Regions from separate parts of the Mus musculus genome. Here region 2 is linked to region 1. A link is a contact called in public Micro-C data. All regions are on one chromosome and are shown on one strand. The core of a region is the stretch at or near the end of the contact, and the rest is flanking DNA. Distances in the headings are between cores, read along the strand shown. Region 1 overlaps Sema4d (sema domain, immunoglobulin domain (Ig), transmembrane domain (TM) and short cytoplasmic domain, (semaphorin) 4D). Region 2 has its middle 13 kb from the start of Gadd45g.

Region 1 (5,800 bases), core at 2,674-5,173:
GGTGGCCATCTCTCCCCCAGGACACAAAGGGCTCAGGTGCGTAAGCGCTCCAGCAACTGCAGGACTTGAGACTGGAATAGATACTTGCTTCCCAAAAGGACAAAGGGGATGAGCCACAGGCTCAACCCAAGAGAAAAAGGGACACAGGACTGAGGCTGGCACAGAGTGACAAGACTCGGCTACTGAATGGGCTCAACACAACACTCTCCACGAAGACAGAGGGGCATGGGCTGGGACACGCTGGCCTCAGTCCCCGTCAGCATCCGAATCTGCAAACTTCAGTTCACACTTGACATCAAACGGTTTGTCCCGGGCAGAGAGTTCATCGATCCGTTGCGAGTCCTCACGATCCGTGGGGACTTTGCTGGTGATGGTGTCCTGCTCCGTTTCATAGCCCGTATCCAGGGCTGGCTTGGGGTGGTCGCCGTTCTGCTGGGAGAAGCTCCCAGGCTCGACCAGTGTCTCCTTCACACTCTGCTCCAGGTCAGAGAAGTCTGACTTGGGTGTTTTCTTTCCAAGCAGCAGGGCTGAGCGGAATTTTAAGCACTGTCCGGGCAGGTAGCCCTTGTAGCAGTTGTAGGAAAAGAGGCAGAGGAAGAGGACAAAGATGAAGAGGAGGAGAGACATGAGCAGGCGGTTGTCACTGGACTTGAGATACACCGTCTTCTCTGAGTGGAGCTGGGGGACCGTGTTGATGACCATCTTTGGTTCACAGGATGTGCCGGAGGAGGACTTGGGAGGTAGGGTGGCGGCTCTGGGGGAGGTTGCCCACAGAGCCGGGGTAGGGGGAGAGGACCCCTGGGTAGATGCAACCGGCATTTTGGATGTGATCTTACTACCTTCTGTCTGAGCATCCTCTGAGGTAGGTGAGGGGGGGGTCCGAGGTACCATCTTCACTTCCAGAACGTGCTTGGCCAGCAGCTGGGAGACCGTTTTATTCCTCACCCTTTCCTCTGACAGGCACTGGTACACGCCGCTGTCTCCGTCCGACAGGTTGAAGATGAGCAGGTGCTTCCTGCCCACAAAGCCGTACTTGGGACTTGCGGCCTTCAACTCGCCATTCTGGAACTTCCATACCACCCGGGCTAGGTTGGACTTTTGGAAACATTTGAGTTCCGCTGTGCCGCCGTGCTTGAAAAAATGCTGGTTGAAACTTTCTTTACTCTTATCTGGAACATCAAAATAAACGTGCTCACCGTCAACAACTCCGTCTGACCGCTCGACTGCTTTCAAAAAACAGGTTAATACCCACAGGACGGCATGAGACTTCCACCCACTGGAGCCAGGTGCAATCTTCAGGACCAAGGTAAAGACATCCATGACCCTAGAGCAGCCCCCACCCCGTCCCCCTTCCATACACTGAAGGAACTGGCGACAGCTCTGAGAATTTCTGTTCTCACCCTGGCCCTGGAGAAAGGTCAGCAGGCTGAGGAAGGGGCTGGGCACGGCTCAGCTCCCTCACAGTGGCACCCAGTCAGCTGACAAATACTTCTGCTAATGGCTAAAGCAGGCCAGCTAGCAACCAGGGACCCTCTTCTTACTCTGATGTGGCTAGTCAGAGAAGGGGGTACGGGGCTGGGAAGGCAGACTAGAATTCTGGCAAGATTCTATGCCTACCTCTGGTCACAGCCGTTTCCTGATGGCCAGCCATCAGGAGGGGGTGCCCCAAGAGGACACCAGAACTAACCACAACTGTGTCTTTTGTCTGAAATACGGAAGATGAAAAATGCTTTGGGCTTGGAAATATTTGCATATATAAAACGAGACAACTATCTTTGGAAGGGGACTGAAAGCTACACATGAAATTTGTGTGACATTTACACATGCCTGAAGGCAATCTGATGCCATTTGCTCTGTGTGTGTGTGTGTGTGTGTGTGTGTGTGTGTGTGTACGTACATGTGTGTTTATATAGAAAGAGGCCAGAAATCTGAGTATCATCCTCAGATAGCAGTTACCCTCTTTGTCTTTTTCTGTGATGGAGTCTCTCATTTGTCTGGTACTTGCCAAGTCGGCTAGGCTGTGTGAGGCTAGCAAGCTCCAGGGATCCACCTGCCTCACCCTCCTTGGGGCTAGGATCACAAGCATGAACCACCAATGCCCAGCTGTTACATGGGTTCTGGGGATCGAACTCAGATCCTACCAACTGAGCCATCTCCTTAGCGTTTAAGGCACTTCTTTCTAGGGTAGGATTTTCATCTTGAAGCATGACACTGTCCCACACTGTTCCTGAGTATTGTTTTTAGGCTAGGGCTATCTGGTCATACCCAAGGGCTCCTTCGCTCTCATTCCTAGCAGGCTCCAGTTTTGTTTACGGGGCCCAGCTAAGCAGAACAGAGGAGCATGGTGTGGGCCAGGGTGTGCTTTCCAGTGAACCGATACACCCTGTGTGCCTTTGAGCCCTCTTTCTGTAACCAAAGGGACAGAGAAAGATCACAGGTTCACCACAAGGAGAGGTCACAGGTCTGCTGCGTGACACTTGACTTCTGTTCAGAGAGGAGAAAGGAAGACAGACCGCACAGGAAAACCATGGAACTGACGCCCCGGGAGCTTTGCCAGCCCAGGGGTGGGAAGCAAAGGAGATCCACTCACCCAGGCATGAGGATGTGTCACCGCTCATGTCCTGAATCCAGCCCCTAGAAGACAGCAGGCGCACATTACTCTATGGCTTGTGCATGGGGCATAGGCACACAGCCCCATCCTTAGGCATACCTGCTGGAGGCCTCTTCCTGGTGCAGGGTAACACAGGCCTTGATGGCTGGGCTCCAGGCACAGTAGGGGTCCCGTGCTAACACACAGTCTTCACAGCTACCGTGCTTTTCGCAGAATGCCAGGGGCGCTTGGACCACTCCAGAGTTGGAGCCTGCATAGACAAACTTCCTCCCCTGTGTATGAGAGACGGATGGCAAGTGTAAGGAGGACTCAGGCACTGGGAGGGGCTGCTAGCTTCTCCACCAGCTCCTGGGAAGACAGCACAGTCAAACACTGCATGGAGGGAAGGACTCACTGACTCAGAATAGGCCACAAGGCCCGACCGCTAAGACCTAAATGACAGTGTCCTGATGGGTTTTCATTGTCACCTTGCCACACTTGCGGGGCAGACAACTGCAGCTGAGGAACTGCCTATATCAGATTAGCCTGTGGACATGTCCGTGGGACATTTTCTTCTTCTTTTTTTTTCTTTTTTCTTTTCTGAGACAAGGTTTCTGTGTAGCCCTGGTTGTCCTGGAACTTACTCTGTAGACCAGGCTGGCCTCCTGCCTCTCCCTCCCAAGTGCTGGGATTAAAAGCGTGCGCCACCACCGCCCAGCCTGTGGGCCATTTTCTTATTTGCTAAGTAATTAGGGTGGGTGCAACCCAGTGTGAGTGATGCCACCCCTGACTTTATAAGATAGCAGCTAAGCAGAAGCCAGCGGGCAAGCTTAATAATCCATTCCGCCCCCCCCCCCCCCCCCCCCCCCGCCGCAGTCTCTGCTTCAGCTTCAGCTTCTGCCCTGGCTTCCCTCAACGACTACAACCTGGAAGTGTGAACCGAAGGAAATTTTCTCCTCCTGCAAGCTGCTTTTGGTCAGAGTGGTTTATCGCAGTGACAGAAAAGCACATTAAGACACAAATCTTGTTTGGAAAAGCAGGGTGTCCCCTGTCCCAGGAGGATTCAAACGCCAGTGGAGGAACTGCAGGGCCTGGGATCTGACGCCACCCTTCCGTAGCTGGGCTAAGCACACTGCACGCCCAAAGCAGCTCCTCTTCCCAGAAGAGACAGCTCTGTTTCTATGTCTGCCCAATCGAAACACGTCCTCCCGGAGCGCCGAGGGAGCCTCACAAGACTCAAAGTGAAGGAAATTTAGGAAGCCTGACGAGGTTTAAGATTCACAAGTGCCCGCTGCCCCAAGGTTATATAAGCAGCACACAATTGCGGTAGAGAGGAGACTCTGCCCTGCCGAGCTGCCTACCAGCTGTGAAGGGAGATATATGGATGCAGCTGCCTCCGAACCACCCACGGGCTTGTAAATAATCCCCTGTTCCTTCTTCCCTGTAGCTACCTCCCCAAAACTCACTGGCTCACTGAGCTCGACTGGTCTATCCTTGGTGCTCTATCTTGGGTGAAGAGACTTTCATTTGTGTCTTGAGAAAACCACATAAAAGCCCTCTCCAGTTGCTTCCCACTCCTAATGTGACCCCCCCCCCCCCCACTGCTCTCCTGGACTCTGTAAGTGACACAGCACTACAGCTGGAATCCACAGGGCACAACCTTTAAATGCCAGTCTTGTCTTGAGCCAGACAGTAGGTACCTGTGATAAGGACACATCCTTATCAGTCATCTCTGAATCCAGCCTGCCAATGTGACCACGCCTATCAACATCGCTCTGACTTCCAGGACAGGAGCGTGCCATGTTCCTGGGTGCAAGCCAGGACCAGCATTGTACCTGGTGCTAGCAGAAGCCCAGCACACGGGTAAGTGAGACTGATGGACCCTTGGTAACTGCTGTGGCCAGCTACTTAAAGAGAACTGAATTGGAAACACAGGGCCCACAGATGTGCAGTCCACGGGGACAGTCACACCAGGCCACAGTTCAGCAGTGTCCCAGAGCCAGGCATCAGAGACAAGGGTAGAGGCAAGAGGCTAGCACTGGCACTTGAAGCCAAAAGTGTGGCCCTGGACCCATCTTCTCAGGGGGGTACAGCAGAGCCCTAGCAAGGGGAGGGGAGCACCTTTGGCCAGCAGGCATGAAGCAGGGCAGGTGGCAGCTGATCCTGCTCCTAGCTTTCCCTGGGTTCTGTGCTGCTCAAAGCCAGCCCTCAGCACTTAGGAGGCTCACATGTCCTCTTAACAGTCACATTAATGAAAAGCATACACACACAGAGACCACCTTAAGAGGACCATATAGTGATGCCCAGGGTAACATGACAGCAGGCAGTGTAGTCAGGATTTGGAGACAACCCATGTTCTGAACTTCCTTGTTTTATCCTAGATGTAAAATGTGGTGTCCACATCTTCCCAAGGCCAGAGGACAAGGAACAAGTTCCAGCCAGTGGACCAAGCCCAGCTCCCAGGCCATTTCTTTTCTTTTTTTCATTTTGGTTTTTTGAGACAGGGTTTCTCTGTGTAGCCCTGGCTGCCCTGGAACTCACTCTGTAGACCAGGTTGGCCTTGAACTCAGAAACCTGTCTGCCTCTGCCTCCCAAGTGCTGGGATTAAAGGCATGTGCCACCATCACTGCCAGGCTTTTTTTTTTTTTTAAGACTTATTTTATTTATAGAGTACACTGTCGCTGTCTTCAGATACACCTGAACAGGGCATCCATCAGAGATGCCATTCCAGATGGTTGTGAGCCACAATGGTTGCTGGGAATTGAACTCAGGACCTTTGGAAGAGCAGTCACTGCTCTTAACCACTGAGCCATCTCTCCAGCCCCACCCAGGCCATTTCTATTCACTCCTATATACCTTGTTTTATTTTTTGCAATGGGGTCTCACTTAGCTCAGGCTGGCCTTGACTTTGCTATATGGCTAAGACTAGCCTTGAACTCCTGATCTTCCTGCTTCCAATGTTCTAAGGTCTGGAACTAGAGGTATGAACCATACTGCACCCCACTTAGGGGCTTAAAAAATACCTATTCATTCATTCATTCATTCATTCATTCATTCATTCATTTTTGAGACAGGGTCTCCCTACATAGTTCTGGCTGCCCTGAAACACACTATGTATACCAGGCTGGCCTTGAACTCACAAAGATCTACCTGCCTCCACCTCCCGAGTGCCAGGATCAAAGGTTTGCACTACTACCATCTGGCTGGAGC
Region 2 (5,282 bases), core at 2,483-4,982, 130 kb after region 1:
ATCGGCTTTTTATTAACACCAGAACAATAGATATTAAATGTTACAGTTACTTTTGGGCTTCAAGCGATTTTTTTTTTAAAAAATAGGTTGTTTCTCAATAGTCTAGGCTGGCCTCAGACTTGTGTCAGTTCTCCTGTCTCAGCCTCCAGAGTCCTGGGATTGCAACTGTGAGACACCACGCTTGAGAAGTAGGTGAAAGTTTACTGGACCGGTTTGTGTTAAAGAACTCCTTTAGCATCTTTATGTAGCAGTCATGTTCTGGGTGAGTCTTGCTTGCTGGGATGAGGGAGAATGGTCTTGTAAATGCTCAATGTAAACACTAGAGGGTGCTGTGGACCCGCGTTTGGTTTGTTTTGGTAGCATTAAGTGTAATTACTTCATTGTTCAAGTACAAACCCTTTTAATTCAATATGTTTCTCAAAGCATTGCCCCTAATTGGGCTTTCATTGAGTAGCCCTAACCTAGCAGGGTGTCTAAAATTTTATTTTCTCCATTTGATTTTGGGAAAAAGGTTTTGACAATTTCATTCAAGAGTCACTGAAACCCAGGTATCATCACATCCCATCTGTTACTTTTCTTCCCTTTCTCTGGCTCTCGGCTTCCCGTCTTCCTCTCTCTTCACTCTCCTTCCCATTTCTACTTGCTGTGCTCACCCAGGCATGTAAGCGGAGTCCAGAGTCGTCATCTTCTCTCACTCAAACTGGTGCTTGCTGCTTTAGCTTAGCCAGCTGGCCAGAAAGCTCCCTTGATCCTCCTGTCTCTACTCCAGCACACTGCATCGTGCCTGACCTTTCACCGGGGTACTAGAGATTGATTGTGGGCCCTCATGCTTTGGTGACCAGCACTTTACCCACTGGGCCATCTCCCTGGTCCACTAAAGGTTCTTCAAACTTGGGTGTGATAAGGGTTAGCAAAAACACCTGAGGGGTTCTGTTAGAATCCTGCAGTCAAAACGCCAGGATCGATGGACCGATTCCCAACCGCTGTGAGTCTCAGTTTCTCTCTCCACTGGTCAAATATGGAACCAGTGGAAGGGGCACATCATCGATCCTGATTAGAACTAAGCGATCTCACAGAAGGAAAGCACTGCGTACAGCTCCCATCCAGAGGCGCTCCACCGAGGTTCAGCTCTGTCTGAGCTCAAGTGTGCAGCATAGACTCTTTAGGCGCTAGAGGAGCCAAGTGGGGTGTGGCGCTGTTCCTGTGTCTGATTCCTGTCCCCCTCCTGCCCCCCCCCCCCCGCCCCAGCAGTCAGGTCAGTCCTATGCAGCCCGCAGTGTGATTCAGGCCTTGTACTTAGCCACCAGTTGGTACTCAGTGAGATGGACCCAAACCCACTCTGGTGGCTTAAATCCTTCCCGGTCAGGCAGGAGGCAGAGCTGGTGGCTGTACCCTGCTTCTGTCAGGAGAACCTTGATTGTGGGGGTAGGGTGGAGATAAAGACAAATGGAGGGGGTGAGGAGGAGCTGGCTCAGTCCGTATAGAGTTTGCCGTGAAGATATGAGAAGCTAAGTTCAGATCTCATGTAAAATGATGGGGTGGAGGCGTGGGCCTGAAACCCCAGTCCTGGGAAATGGAGGCGGGAGGATCTAGAAGGCACACTTGCCAGCCAGTCTGCCACATTGGTGAGATCCATGCTCAGCAAGAGACCCTGTCTCAAAAAATAAGGTACAGAGCAAGCGAGGAAGATAGTAGACATCAGCTCCAGCCTCCACGGGTACGTGCACACATGCAAGCACATACTTCGCATGCGCGCATAAACAAACACGCATGCGCACACAAGTGGCACCGCTGACGGGGTACAAGCTGCCTTCCTAGGGCTAACGCCGTTCTATCTTTCAATTGGTTGTGCTAGTTTTCTTCTGTTGCTGTGACAAAAGACCCAGGCCAAAAGCAACTCGGAAAAAGGGGCTTATTTTAGTTCACAATTCCAGGTTACCGTCCATCACTACAGGAAAATCACAACAGCAGGGGCTTGGGATAGCTGGTCAGTCACACCCACAATCCAGGGTGGAAAAGAAATGAATGCATACCCCCTTGTTTGCTTGTCTGCCTGCTTGTGCTCAGCTTGAGGGCTCCATTCTCTTACACTGCCTAGGGAATGATGCCACCCACAGGAGACTGGGTATTCCTACAGCAATTAATATAATAAAGGCCCTTTCCCCCCGCCCCCCCCCCCCATGCTCACAGGCCAACCCACTGTAAACAACCACCCACTGATGCTTTCCTCCCAGATGATTCTAGGTGGTGTCAAATTGGCAATTAACGCTAGGCATCGCGGTGGAATTTACAAGTTTTTACAGAGATTACTGGGAATATGGAATTTAGATCTGTCCGTTGTCTCTTCTGTGGATCTTGTGAGAATGATTACTCTATGCAAATATCCCAAATCCCACCCTGGTGGGTATTCTGTCACCTGTGGCCCCATTTGCTAACCTGGATTGGATCCTGGGAGCCACCCTCAGTAAGCTGGTGACTGAGCAGAAAGTGTAGGACCCGTGGGGTCTATCCCTTCTTAGCCTTTCATTCTGTTTTTGTCTTGATAGACAGATAGGTGTGGCTATCGTGTGTTTGTGGGTTTCAGGTCCATCTCTGCACTCCCTAAAGCACTCTTGGAATTTTGAGCTTGTGGTCTTGTGAGGAATTTTTGTCCGTGTATATTCAGACCAAAGACACGGGGGGTGGGGGGGGAGGGACACACACAACCCCACACCTCCAAAAGGAACCATAGGCTTTCAAGAGGGAAGGAACACCTTCTCCCTATCAAAACCTTGTAGATTTAAGAAACCACCAAGGATGTTCAAGAGGGGCCTTTGTGTTTAACTTGCATGGACCCTGCAATGCCCACCCCCAGCCAATGGATCTGAGGGGTGACCCGGAGCTAGCACCGGTGTGAGGGGTCGGGGGAGATCAGACAACCATGGAGTGGGCAGCTGGCCTCAGCCTTAAATTATTGCCTCTGAGTGACCTGAGCGATTGCTACAAAAGCAGGTGGCCAGGGGTGGGGGCCGGGTGGAGGGAGTGGGGGTGGGTGGTTGCCACCAGGGGTCACTTGCATTACATCTGCATAGTTCAGCCCTATTTGCAGCAATAAAAGTTCCATCAGAGCATGTGTCCCAGGAAGGGTGCTTGGCTGGGGCCATCTGCTTGCCCTGCAGGTTTGCTCCTCCCCCTGGCCCCACATTCATTCTGGCCCTGCTGGGTGCTGGCTGCCTGCCTGCCTGGCCAGGCCCATCTGCTCATACTGATTTTGTGACCCTGACCCCAGGCACAGTCCCTCAATGACTCAGACTATGTGTGGGGCCCTCGTGAGGGTGACAGCCAGGCACAAGGGAAGAAGGAAGGAGAAATGAGGGCCCAGCATGGGGTGGGGGGATGCTCTCATACAAGCTTGTCTCCCACATACACACCGCACACCTCCGACCTGAGTCTGGTTGGGTTAGAACCCGGGGAGGGAGCCACTTCTTTTTTTGGGTGGGGAGGTTTCAAGACAGGGTTTCTCTGTTTAGCCCTGGCTGTTCTGGAACTCACTCTGTAGACCAGGCTGGCCTCGAACTCAGAAATCTGCCTACCTCTGACTCCCAAGTGCTGGGATTAAAGGCGTGCACCACCACGCCCGGCAGAGGGAGCCACTTCTGATACATGTCTATTCGATGTGGTTGTGAGACGTTCCATCCTGCCAGTCATGGGTCACGCCCATGAGTACTTTGCCTTGGAAATGCCCTGGGATCTCCCAACTGTGCATACCTATTCCCTTCAGTATTAGGCAAGGATACAGCTTAGGGCAGCCTGTGACATGGTCAGCATGCTCTGAGCTTGCAGTTTCTTTCTCTCTATGTTCTTGTGTGTATATGAGCATATGTGTTTGAGGGGGGAAAGCATGCCTGTGGAAGCTGGAGAACAAATGTAGTGTTTGTAGAGCAGTCCTCTCTTCCTCCTCCTCCTCCTCCTCCTCCTCTTCCCTCCTCCTTCAATCTTCCTCCTCCCACCTCCTCCTCCTCCTTATGTCTTTGCAGGGAAATCTTGTCTGTTCTGGTGGCCAATTGAGACTCTCCCTGCAGACTCCAGCTAGACTCTGGTGTATTGTCAGCTGCTGGGAACCTGTGAGGGGAGATGGTGTGTATCCACCTGCTGCCATGCAAAATGCCATGGGCAGATAGCAGTTTCACATCAGAGAACCCTGGCAGACCATCGTGACTGGAGCTTCCTGGTGGTGAGGTGAGGGTGGCTGGGGAGTGTATCAGTGAGATAAGACATCATGAACGGGGGATCCCACTTGAGATTTGACTGCTAAGTGGGTGGTGGGGGTGGGGGTGGGGGTGGGGCAGACACACCTACACCCAGTGTGTGCCTGAGTAGCCTGAGAAGGGCACAGGACATCCACCGGAGGGACAGTGTTATTACTCAGCTTTCTGTCACGGTGACAAAATTCCTGGAAAAAAGAAAATCGACTTAAAAGCCAGAAAGGTTATTCTGGCTTCTGGGTTCAGGTTTCAGCTGAGCTCCTGTGATAAGCAGGGCATTGTGGCTGTAGCAGCTTGTGGGACAAAGGCCACTTAACTCCTGGAAGTTGGGAAGCAAAGAGATAGACGGGGAAATGTAAGGGTCCCAGTGTCCTTTCCAGAATGTGTTAGTCAGAGTTCTCCAGAGTCACAGAATGTATAAGATGTCTCTCTGTATTGAGGGAATTTATTGTGATGACTTAACAGTCTGTAGTCCAACTCTCCAACAACGGTCAGCTGTGAATGGGAAGTCCAAGGATCTAGTAGTTGCTCAGTCCCATGAGGCTAGTTGTTTCAGCTGTTCTTCTGTAGAAATAGATTCCAACAGATGTGCTGGCTAGTAAGTGCAAGCAGGCGAAGAAGAGTGAATCTTCCCTCCAATGTCCTTATGTAGGTCTCCAGCAGAAGGTGTGGCCCAGATTAAAAGTGTGTGCCACCACGCCTGGATCTGGGTCTTTCTTTGTCCCAGGCTGACCTTGAACTCAGAGATCTCCTTGCCGAAGTCTCCTGGAACTAAAGGTGTATACTACCTTGCCTGGGCCTAAGCTTTTCGTGGCCACTGTGCCTCAAGATCTCCATGCCAAGATCCAGGTCAGAAACTTGTGTCTTCCAGCCTCAAGCTCTGGATCACAGGTGAGCCCTCCAATTCTGAATTGTAGTTCATTCCTGATACAGTCAAGTTGACAGTCCAGGAATAGCCACCACACAGGACATGCCTGATGACCTAACGTCCTCCCACCAGGTCCTATATTCTGCAGAGTCTACTGTTTCCAGATAACA

What was found. A called contact is a pair of places that touch in the nucleus more often than the background predicts.
Region 2: a Micro-C map of the G1E-ER4 cell line shows a contact between it and region 1, with 2.4 times the contacts expected there. The contact joins two enhancer-like sites. A contact is called at or near these places in 3 of 39 promoter capture datasets (the C10 cell line, the HPC-7 cell line and embryonic stem cells), 2 of 15 datasets of contacts at CTCF or cohesin (CD8 T cells and large pre-B cells), 14 of 484 Hi-C or Micro-C datasets (B cells, the G1E-ER4 cell line, Th1 cells and 8 more), 2 of 115 datasets of contacts at active chromatin or transcription factors (acute myeloid leukemia and embryonic stem cells) and 3 of 9 other capture datasets (adipose tissue, embryonic stem cells and liver).

Annotation. Positions count from the first base shown.
Region 1 is chr13:51,702,363-51,708,162 of GRCm38.p6, forward strand. Sema4d (sema domain, immunoglobulin domain (Ig), transmembrane domain (TM) and short cytoplasmic domain, (semaphorin) 4D) reads right to left here. Exons shown (of 16, transcript NM_013660.5): 14 at 2,711-2,883; 15 at 2,591-2,634; 16 at 1-1,169. The coding sequence ends at 247. Among named protein-coding and RNA genes, the nearest start is that of Secisbp2, 54 kb to the left of the region's middle. Within about 2 kb of position 3,924, at least 23 of the 459 cell types and tissues checked have an H3K27ac peak or open chromatin away from gene starts, as enhancers often do. A contact at or near this core is called in the G1E-ER4 cell line, where this site is marked.
Region 2 is chr13:51,830,594-51,835,875 of GRCm38.p6, forward strand. No RefSeq gene overlaps it. Among named protein-coding and RNA genes, the nearest start is that of Gadd45g, 13 kb to the right of the region's middle. Within about 2 kb of position 3,733, at least 13 of the 459 cell types and tissues checked have an H3K27ac peak or open chromatin away from gene starts, as enhancers often do. A contact at or near this core is called in the G1E-ER4 cell line, where this site is marked.